Linked DNA regions of Sus scrofa: all the other regions are linked to region 3. Evidence: chromatin contacts called from public Hi-C and HiChIP or PLAC-seq data. All regions are on one chromosome and are shown on one strand. Each heading gives the region's core, a stretch centred on a gene start, on an enhancer-like site or on the middle of the called end of the contact. The rest is flanking DNA. Distances are from core to core; before and after follow the strand shown. Region 1 holds the start of TUFM (elongation factor Tu, mitochondrial). Region 2 holds the start of ATP2A1 (ATPase sarcoplasmic/endoplasmic reticulum Ca2+ transporting 1). Region 3 holds the start of RABEP2 (rab GTPase-binding effector protein 2).

Region 1 (3,372 bases), core at 588-3,087, 62 kb before region 3:
TCACCTCAAGGGCACAGAGGGCAGAGCCCACGATGATCGGAGTCTCCTCCCCTTTGTAGCCAAACTCTGTGAGCAGTTCCCTGATCTCCAGCTCGACCAGCTCCACCATCTCAGAGTCCTGAACGGCGTCCGCCTTATTCACATACACCACCACGTGCTCCACTCCAATCTGCAGGCGGGAGAGGGAGCAACGGTGTTGTGAGTGAAGGCTCTGCCCTCTTTCCTCCTTCCACCCATACCCTGGCTCTGGGTACCTGCTTGGCCAGTAGTAAGTGTTCTCGGGTCTGGGGCATGGGGCCGTCGTTGGCTGCTACCACCAGGATGCAGCCGTCCAGCGGGGCAGTACCTGTGATCATATTCTGGGTGAGGAAAGGAGAGAAAACTGTAGTTCAGTGACTTGGGGTCCCACCTCCCCCTGCCACCTCCACTGGCCAGGCCCCCAAATCCATGATCTCAAACCCACACATCTTGGCTCTCTTAACCTCCTCCCCACAAGCCTAACATTGTTCCCGATGGGGGGGGGGGTGCGCGGGGGAGCAGTTCCAGGGCCTGCCCCCAGCAGCTCTCTCACCTTAACGTAATCTGCGTGACCGGGGCAGTCTGTGTGGGCATAGTGGCGGTTGGCAGTGCTGTACTCCACGTGGGCCGCATTGATGGTGATCCCTCGGGCTCGCTCCTCTGGGGCGTTGTCGATCTCCTCGTACTTCTTAAACTTGGCCCCGCCTCCCTCGGCTAAAACTAACGGGAGGAGAGCACACCTCTCAGCTAAGGATCTGATCTGGAGGGAGAGGCAGGGCTCAGACCACACCTCTGGGCCCCTCCCACCCAAACGGGAGACAGCCTGGGAGAAAGCAAGCTTCCAAGACCTTCGTCTTCGACTCCTGGAACGGAAATAACTTCACCTTTTAGGGCGTCAAGGGTCAGCCCTGGGACGTCTCTAAGGTAACGCTTCTGCTTTACGGGGCACTCCTCCGGGCTGGAGGGAGGCTATTCGGGGTCCCCCCATTTATGCATCACAAAGTTCTTCATTTCGACGGGAAGTCTTGTCTCCCCAGTCTTGCAATCTACCGCCCACCCAAGGTGAGGCTCCTGGGGCCCATGCTAAACACCTCCAGCAGCGTTCCGGCGGGCCCCACCTCCCCGGCGCCACGTCCCGCCTGCAGAGCGGGCGCTGCCGAATGCCCGACCCCCCCGCCCCAAATCCGCTTACTTTTCGTGATGGCTGCGGTCAGTGTGGTCTTGCCGTGGTCCACATGGCCGATGGTACCCACGTTCACATGGGGCTTGTCGCGCACATAGGTCTTCTTGGCCTCCACGGCCAGGCCGCGGCACAAGAGGGGCAGTGCCGGGGCCTTCAGCGGCCGCAACAGACCCTGCAACAGTGATGTTGGGCCAGCGCCGAGACCTGCCGGGGCAGAAGCTTGGCGTCAGGGCGCGGGTCTGAGCCTGGCCGCTCCCGACGATCCCCGTGTACTCCCGGGCCGCCATCGCCCTCCCCGCCCCCTCACCGCTGAAGAGGGGCGTCGCGCGCAGCAGGGTGGCGGCCGCCATTGTGGTCTTACGAGCGCCGGGAACAGTGGGTACGGCGCACGGACCCCGGCGCGTGCACCAAGCAAAGGGCAATTGAGGCTGGAAGCGGCTTCCGGCGGAAGTGAGGGCCGAGAGGGCAAGTTTGGGCACTTCTAGCCCCGAGTCTCTATGACCCTCCCTGTCAACTTCCGGGCTCGGGACCGAAGACGTCCAGGAAGACGCTGGTGCCTCTGGGGTGGGGAAGGATGAAGAAAGTTTCCCAGACGCCCCTGGCCTTCGCGGGTTCAGGGGCCACGCAGTTCTCTCTGGTGGCGCCGGGGGGCGATGAGCGCCGCAAAGCACACCTGCGCCCCGGAGGCTCATGGGAGTTGTAGTTCCCAGGGCGACAGGCTGTGCGGGCACTTAGCGTGAGAGTTAGGGAGACCGAGGCTGGGTACGTAAGGACGGTCTCGACCCTCTTTGAGGCAGAGGCGGCGGCCCGGATGTGGCTGACCCAGGAACGTCCTGGCCCCGAACCCCGTGGAGTCCCACCCACTGCGCGTGTCTGGCGACTCATCTGGTGGCCAGATCTCGCAGCTGGAGGTAGGACCAGGCCCTGCAACTCTGAGGGGGAAGACGATCCTGGGAGTCTTTCGGGGTTGGGGCTCTAGTGTGATCCTTCTCTCCGCTGACTCTTTGTTTTCTCATCTATAAAATGGAAGTAGTAGTATCTGCTTCATGGACAGATCCTGGCGTCTGGGTCTGAAAGGAAGGGAGCTAGGTAGGAGGCGGGAACGGGGTCCAGAAGGCTCCAGGTCCCACGGTCTTTGACCCTCGCTCCTGGCTCGCAGCCTGCGGAGACAGTTTGCCGTCCACCCCTGTTGCCTCTCAGCAGCCCAGGGAGTAATTCCCTTGATCGTCGTCCCCCCCAGCCACCCAGTTTTATAGATGACCAGGTAAGGGACCAGCCTCTGGTGCCTTTGAGGGCAGCCTGAGCCTGTCTTGTTCCGGCTGTGTCCCTGGCACCTACCACTGGGCGGGGCACTCAGTGAGTGCTCAATAAATGTCTGTTGACTGAATGAATGAGTGCAAGGATAGCAAATGACCTTTAACTTTCACATCCATCATCTCATCACCTTGCAAGGATAATAGCAGCTGCTTAACCTTGATTAATGTTTCTGAAACTCATCAGATCCCAAGACTCAATTTACGGTGTCTGTTTCAAATAGATTCCTTAATTCCTCCTTGGAGATTATGATTCAGTAGTGTCTGGGCACAGACAAGAAAGCTATATTTATTCATAATACATATATACACCCTTCTTAGGCTTAGGGGAGGTTGGAAAATTCAGATCTAGAGCTTTTTTATGGATCAGGCACTGTGAAAATGCTTCATATTGGTTCACATTCAAAGTGCCAAATGTTATTCTGTGGGAATATTATTTCCTCTGTTTTACCAGTGAGAAAACTGGCATCAGGATGATTGAGGAACCCAGCCGAACTAAACTCCAAGAAAGTGTGCACTTAGCCAATGTACTATTCTGTAATTTAACTGTCATTTTTACAATGAGAAACATGCCAAGATGTTTGTCCTCCTGTCCTTCCAAACCCATCAGCTCTCCTTAAGAAGGGCTGGTACAGTATTAAAAGGGTTCCCAGCCCGTACCTCAGTCACTATGCTCCTGGGAATTTATCCTAAGACACTGTTGGCCACTACCAGGATGTGAGATTTTTAGGAATGGTACTTGAACTAATGCTTTCTATTCTAGTGCTATGTTGTTGTTGTTTTTAATTTTAATATTGTGTTTTTAGGGCCGCACTCACGGCACATGGAGGTTCCCAGGCTAGGGATTGAACTGGAGCT
Region 2 (3,734 bases), core at 130-2,629, 38 kb before region 3:
GGGGTGGGGCTGGCGTTAGAGCAGCTGCTTCTCCGAGGAAGCTGATACCCAGGCCAGCCGTTCAGCAACAACTTGTGGCTTTGCACCCAGCCCTGGGCCCCCACCCACCTGGCTGCCACATGCCAGCTCCCTGCCGTCCCTTTTCCCCACCGCTCCTCAGACTTCCCTCTGACCCTCGCGGCCCCGTCTCTCTGCCCCCTGCTCTGTCTGTCCTTATTTCCCCTAGACCTGTCCCCATCAATCTGCCTGCCGGCCATTCCTCTAGTCTGGAGCCTCTGCTTTACCCCCTCCCCCAGGGGCCCCTTGCCATGATGCCCCTTTCCTCCGGCCTCTGCCCACGGGGTGTGCCCAGCACCTGAGCATGCAGCGCTGGTCCTCGCTCGCTGTCTGCTAGCACAGCTACGCCACCTGGGGTCTGCCACGTAAACCCCGCATTTCAAAGACTGCCTGGGGTGGGATGAGGTGACCCTCATTCTGTGACTTAGGGTGACCCCTGCCCCCATTCGGAAACATTGATCCCTCCCCCTCTGCCATCAGCACATTCTGTAGGCTCTTGGATTACCCGGCTGTCTGGGTATCCCATTTTCTTGGTAGGGGGGGGATTCCCTGTCAGGGATGGGGGGGCCCAAAGGCTCCGTTCCCAGAGGCTGACTTAGAGCAATGGGGCGTGGGGGGGGGGTTGGGGGAGAGACAGGCCGTCCTGGCTTTGGTCACCAGGGCCTGGACACTAAATCCCTTGTTGATGGCTGCAGCAAGCCCTCCCTAGGGTAGGGTTACCATCTTCTGCCCTGTCCCCTGACCCTCTCCCCTCCTTCCTTCCCCTGGTCCCTCTAGAGCCACTTCCTCTCACCCCCAAAGGATGTTCTCCCTCTTTTCAAGTCCTGGAGGGTTGGAGTATCTCTGCTGCCTTTTCCACAAACTAAGGAAGGAGGAGACTGTGGCTGTAGGAACAGGTTCAGAGAGGATGAGGCAGCGGGGTGGGGGTGGGGGGTTGAAGGAGGGAGCGCAGGAAAATGAGAGATGAAGGCCTGAGAGGAGACGTGGCCTTAAGAAGGGGAGAGGGGGAGGTTGGAATAGGAAGTTCAGTGCAGCTGAAGAAGTCGAGGCAATTTCAGGAGGGCTCACCCCTGAAGACAGAAAGCGAAGTCTCTCCCTACCCCCCCCCTTCCCTGGGGCTGGGGCCACCTTAGCTTCCCTCATGAGTGACATCTCAGGCTGCAGCCCCACTGTTCCCCCTCTGTCAGCAGAAATATCTCTCTCTTCTGACCCCTCCTGCTGGAGTCTCAGCCAGCCAATCCCTGATCTGGGGGAGGGGGGAGCCTGCCCCCCCCACTCCCTCATAAGGACCAGCTGGGGGCTGGGGGGGGTGGCCGGCTGCTGCAAGTGGGACTGGGGTCAGAGCTTCGTGGAGGGAAGAATAAGCTGGGGGGGGTAGGAGAGAGAGAGGAAGAAACCCAGACGGACAGGCAGGTGGACACACTGAGGAAGGCCCCCCACGCGTGAGGAAACCCCCCCAGAAGGAACAGACCGCCCCCTGGCCCCCAGGAAGGGAGCACCATGGAGGCTGCACACTCCAAGACCACAGAAGAATGTTTGGCCTATTTTGGGGTGAGCGAGACCACAGGCCTCACCCCGGACCAAGTTAAGCGGCATCTGGAGAAATACGGCCACAATGGTAAGTGTCCCTTGCAGGAGAGGCCGGTCGTGCCCTCCCGCATCTGCACAACACACACATGGACTCACACTCACACACCAGGGCCTTGCGCTCCAGGGGATCCTAGGGAGGAGACAGGTCATGGACCAATGACTGCAGGGGAGGGGAGGATACTGAGAAAACAGGGTCCCTGAGACCCAGAGATTGGAGAAGTTCTATGGATAACCTTGGTGAACCTCAGCTGCCCTTTTGGTGGCCTGATTCTCTTACCTTAGCCACAAAGTCCTGGGTGCGGGCGGCATTGCACTGAATGCCAAATGAATGTGTCCTTTTCTTCTTTCTCTCTGGGCAGAGCTCCCTGCTGAGGAAGGTAAGTTCCACCTCTTCCCCTCTGTGCCCCACTCCCTTCTTCCTGCCCTCTCCTTCTGACTCCTGGGACAAATGTTCCTCCCCAAAGGTTAGAGCCTGGCCCGGGGCAGAAGTTTCCGGGCACTTTCTCCTTGAGGCATCCAGCCCTTGAACAACTGCCCACTCCTTGGAGGAGCCTGTTTTTGGACTCCTGGCCTGTTCCCTCAGCCCTTTTCTCAGCATCAAATGGCCTGCCCATCACCACAGACCCTTTCTGCTCCAGGCTGGATCCCAGCCTGCACCCAGAGTCCCAGCCGGTCATCTGTTAGACCTTAACCCCGAGGGCTCCCTCCCCTTGCTTCTTCCCCCAGGGAAGTCCCTGTGGGAGCTGGTGATAGAGCAGTTTGAAGACCTCCTAGTGCGGATCCTTCTCCTGGCCGCCTGCATTTCCTTTGTAAGTGTGGGAGGGCCTCTGGGGGCTGGCTGGGGCTGTGGGTTGGGGGGATCTGGAGAGTCTGCTGGCGACCGGCTCCAAATCATGGGTTCCTCTAGTCCGAGCCTTCAGCATCCTATTCTCCAGACCAGAACCGAGAGAGGTGGGGTGACGCTGATTTGCATATTCCTCTGTCCTCCCCCACACCCCACAGGCAGGTTTTATTTTAAGCTTTAGGGTGTTCTCAGCCAAAACATTGAAGCTAAGCCGCCCCCGGAGCTTCAAGGGCTCCGAGGTCTCGGGTTACCCCCCTAAGCGCTCCGCGGCTGGGCTCCACGGCTCACACGCCGCCGCTGAGGTTCCCAGGCCACCACTGCTCCCGGCATGCCGCGGGACGCACAAACCGCTCCACCAATCCCTGAGCATCCTGACACCCCGGCCCCGCCCTCCTGGCGCTGATTGGTTGAAGCAAAGACTCCCTCCCAGAGGCGGGAAAAAGCGGCTGGTGCCAGGGTGACTCCAAAAGCACCTAATGGCCCAGACCCCTCATCTGTCTCTGAGCTTCGCCTCCCAACTCCCCCCATCGGGGCTGGAACTCCGGGATCCCCCTCCTCACCCACCTGACCTGACCTGACCCTTCCCCCTCACAGCCTCAGGGCCGCCCCCACCGCCCTCTTAAGGCCCTGGCACCTCTCCTGCCCTGGAGCTCCCCTCAGCACCCACCATCCCAGCATCCAGCCTGCATTTGAGAGTTTCTTCCTTAACATCTTAGTTCTCAAAGACAAGACTCTGGAGGCCCCAAAGTCCCCGTGTCCCCTGGTCTCTATAGTGGAGGCCCCGTGGGCCCCTGAGTACTAGCTGGCAGGGCCTCCCTTCTCCTTCTCAGATTTGCTCCTTGACATTTGCCTGGGGCTGTTGCCTGGCAGTGGCAACAGCTGGGGTGGGGTGTGTACAGGAGGCCCCGTAACACTATCCCCCCCTCCTGCTCCCTCTTGAAATTGGAGCTTCCCTGCCTCGTCTTGCTGTGGGGGAGGGCCATGGGTGGGCCCAGCGCCTGCAGGGACCACAGGGTCTTGCCTAGCGCGTTTTGGCTCCTGTGGGATGGATGTGGCTCAGGGGGCAGTTGGCCTGGGTGTCCCCGGAGCTTCGTTTACAAGCCAACTACTTGGTCAGGGAAACCTGAAAGCATTCCCAGCTAATCCCTGAGCTGTGCATGTCTGTGCCCGCCTGTGCCCGCTGAATATCAGCAACCGCCGGGCTCGTGTGAGTCTGGGCCATGGAGCGTGTCGGCCCTCAAAG
Region 3 (3,306 bases), core at 421-2,920:
CACCCAATCCCCTTTTCTCTGACACGACCCCCGAGCTCTCTCCCAGAGGCTCCGCCCCCTGTCCACCTGGCCCCTCCCCTCCCCCTCTTGGCCCCACCTCTAACCTGCCACTGGCCCTCCCCCTTGAGCCGCTAGGCCACGCCCCCTCCACCTCTTTCCTGGCGGCGTGGTCCCGCCCCTTTCTCCAGGCTCCCCTCAGCACCCCCCCATCCACCCGCGCGGAGCTCGGCCCCGCCTCTAGCCTCATCGCCCCTCGCGTGCATGGACGCACCCTCACGTACCGGTCCCCGGCTGTCGCCGCCGGCCATCCTCGCCCGCGGCCGCCGGCGCAGCTGCCGCCATCGCCTCAGCGCAAACGGCGGGTTCCCGCACTGCCTGGTGACGGCGCTCACAGCTTCCGGGTCCTCTCGGCTGTTTCCGGATCCGCTCGGCTGTTTCCGGATCGGTCCTGGGCTCGAGGCAGAGGCCGGAGTTGGGGGGGGGATGGCGAGCCTCGGCCGAAGATTTCCGAGTCGAAGCCGAAGCCGGACAGCGGCCCAGGCCCCGCCCCTTCTCGCTCTCTTTCCTGAGCCGCGCTGTTGAAGAAGGACACCTGTCCTTCAAACCCCGAAGAAGTTCTTTCATCGAAGGCTTTGTGGCGTCTCCGCGTGACCTTGGAAGCTGGGCTTAAATTACACCTCCTCTGAAACGCCCGCTGGCCTCGGCTTAAGGAGGGCGAAGTTCCTGTGGTTTCTCCTGCGCTCGGGAACCGGCCCCTTTGATCCGTCCCTGGCCACCCTTCCGCCGGAGCTTGGATCACGTTACAGCCAATTGTGGTCGGACCTTCCTGCACCTCTGCTCTGGTGGAGCGTTCTTCGGGGCAGGGCTGCTGGATCGTCTTCACTTTTTCTGGGCGCCTGGGTCCCCGCGTTGTCAGTCGTAGAAGTCAGAAACTTCCATGTCCCCACCCCCACTTTGATATTCAGCCAGTCACCGCTTCCTGCTAATCCTCCTCCCCTCCCAGTGCCTTTCAAATCCCTCCTTTCCTCTCTCGGCCACTGCCCTGGGTCAAGCTCTCATTATATATGTGACCTCTCCCTCCAACAGCCGGCCCGACATCTCTCCTTGGCTGGTGACAAGCAGCTCAGACTTACGTCTCAAGCCTTGATTCCCCTTCTCCCAAACCTGTTTCTTCCTCTGTTAAGTACACACCAGGCGGTTTTTCGTGTCCTCCTGCAAGCCGTGTAAACTGTACCTCCAAAGCACTAAATATTCCAGAATGGACTCCTTTGTCTTCATCCCCAGCGCTAACACCCAACCCCAGTACCCATCATCTCTCTCCTGAACTTCCACACTGCCTCTGCTCCCCTTGTGTCCCCTTTCGGCCCCATTAGTTAATTATCAAAGCAATTAGAGTGATCTTTGTAAAGCAGATCACGTCTCATCCCCGCTTAAAATCTGGTTCAATCCAATTTGAAAATGGGCACAGTACACAAATAGTCGTTTCTCTGATGTTGCAGATGGCAAATGTGTGCCTGAGAAGACATTCAACATCTTAGCCATTAGGAAGAGCAAAGTTCCTTTGCACACCTAGCATGATGGCTAACATTTTAAGAGGCATGATACCAAATGCTGGTGAATTGATGAAACTGGGTTTCTCATGTATTCTTGATGGGGATGTCAAATCAGATAGCCTCTGTAGAAAAGGGTATGATGGGGAGTTCCCGTTGTGGCTCAGCAGAGATGAATCCGACTAGGAACCATGAGGTTGCGGGTTCAAACCCTGGCCTTGCTCAGTGGGTTAAGGACTCGGTGTTGCCGTGAGCTGTGGTGTAGGTCGCAGACACGGCTCGGATCCTGCATGGCTGCGGCTGTGGCTGTGGCGTAGGCCAGCGGCCACAGCTCCGATTCGACCCCTAGGCTGGGAACCTCCACATGCCATGGGTGCGGCCCTAAAAAAAAAAAAAAGAGAGAGAGAAGAAAAGGGTGTGACAGAATCTTAAAAACTAAACATGAGCTTACTTGAACACACCAAGTTTTGCTCCACCCCAGGCCTTGGCTCAGAAGTCACCTGCTCAACGAAGCCTTCCCTGCCCACCCTCTCTAAAGCAGCCACCTCTATCACCTGTCCACAATTTGATCACATTAAAGATTTCTCATCACCTGAAATTGCTTGATTGTTTGCTTACTTTTTAAAGCCACACCTGTGGCATATGGAAATTCCTTGGCTAGGGGTTGAACCGGAGCTGCAGCTGCCAGCCTACACCATAGCCATAGCGATGCTGGATCCAAGCCGGGTCTGCAACCTACCCTATAGCTCACGGCAATGCCAGATCCTTTAACCCAGTGAACAAGGCCAGGGATTGAACTCGAATCCTCATGGATACTAGTGGGGTTTGTAACCTACTGAGCCACAACGGGAACTCCCCTGAAATTGTTGGTTAACTTGTTTATTATCTGTCCCCCTTTAGCCTTGTGTGGCCCCAGGGTTTGAATGGAAGCTCCATGAGATTAGGAATCTTGGCTTTCTAGTCCCCTATTATTTCCCCAGCACCCCACAGAGTGCCCAGCAGATAAACAGTAGTAAACATTTGGTGAATGAATGAATGAACACTTTCCTTACTGATCTCTCTGGCCTCCCTCCAGCCCCCCTACTTCCCCACCACATGGCAGCCAGGGGGGATTTTATTTTATATATTTTTAAATTTTTTTTTTTGTCTATTTTTATTTTGTCTATTTAGGGCCGTACCTACGGCATATGCAGTTTCCCAGGCTAGGGGTCAAATTGGAGCTGTAGCCATCACAGTCACAGCAATGGGGGATCCAAGCCACATCTGTGACCTACACCACAGCAGGATCCTTAACCCACTGAGCAAGGCCAGGGATCAAACCTTCATCCTCATGGATACTAGTCAGATTAATTTCCGCTGAGCCATGACAGGAACTCCGGGGGGCGGGGGGGGGGGGAGATTTTAGAAAATGCAAATCTGCCCATGTCTATTGATGGCTTACAAATCCCCTAGAGCTTCTTGCCCTCAGAATAAAGTTCAGGCTCCTGTGTATATAGTAAGATTTATGGGGGAGGGGAGAAAATGATGTCTGTAAATCAGGCTCCAGTCAGCAATGAGGCTTGGTATCCTGAGGCCCTGGGAGTCACTGAAGGCTGTAGAGCAGGGGAAGCACAGGGAAACCCTCTGTGTGGAATGCAGATGGGAAGTAAAAGAGATAGAAGACAGAAAGTTGGAGTTCCCGTCGTGGCGCAGTGGAAACAAATCCAACTGAGAACCATGAGGTTCAGGGTTCTATCCCTGGCCTCGCTCAGTGCAT

The links. A called contact is a pair of places that touch in the nucleus more often than the background predicts. HiChIP or PLAC-seq counts read pairs in DNA pulled down with a chosen protein or histone mark.
Region 1: a contact with region 3 is called in an H3K27ac HiChIP or PLAC-seq map of skeletal muscle, with 2.5 times the contacts expected there. The contact joins the promoter of TUFM here to the promoter of RABEP2 in region 3. A contact is called at or near these places in 2 of 47 Hi-C or Micro-C datasets (liver and skeletal muscle) and 1 of 2 datasets of contacts at active chromatin or transcription factors (skeletal muscle).
Region 2: a Hi-C map of embryonic fibroblasts shows a contact between it and region 3, with 1.5 times the contacts expected there. The contact joins the promoter of ATP2A1 here to the promoter of RABEP2 in region 3. A contact is called at or near these places in 4 of 47 Hi-C or Micro-C datasets (blood, embryonic fibroblasts, liver and 1 more) and 1 of 2 datasets of contacts at active chromatin or transcription factors (skeletal muscle).

Annotation. Positions count from the first base shown.
Region 1 is chr3:18,522,868-18,526,239 of Sscrofa11.1, forward strand. TUFM (elongation factor Tu, mitochondrial) reads right to left here and starts at 1,838. Exons shown (of 10, transcript XM_003124515.4): 1 at 1,509-1,838; 2 at 1,211-1,405; 3 at 572-738; 4 at 255-359; 5 at 5-169. The coding sequence starts at 1,551.
Region 2 is chr3:18,546,614-18,550,347 of Sscrofa11.1, forward strand. ATP2A1 (ATPase sarcoplasmic/endoplasmic reticulum Ca2+ transporting 1) reads left to right here and starts at 1,380. Exons shown (of 23, transcript NM_001204393.1): 1 at 1,380-1,675; 2 at 2,007-2,024; 3 at 2,374-2,456. The coding sequence starts at 1,558.
Region 3 is chr3:18,584,589-18,587,894 of Sscrofa11.1, forward strand. It overlaps RABEP2 (rab GTPase-binding effector protein 2), which reads right to left and starts at 1,671. Exons shown (of 11, transcript XM_021088049.1): 1 at 282-1,671. The coding sequence starts at 624.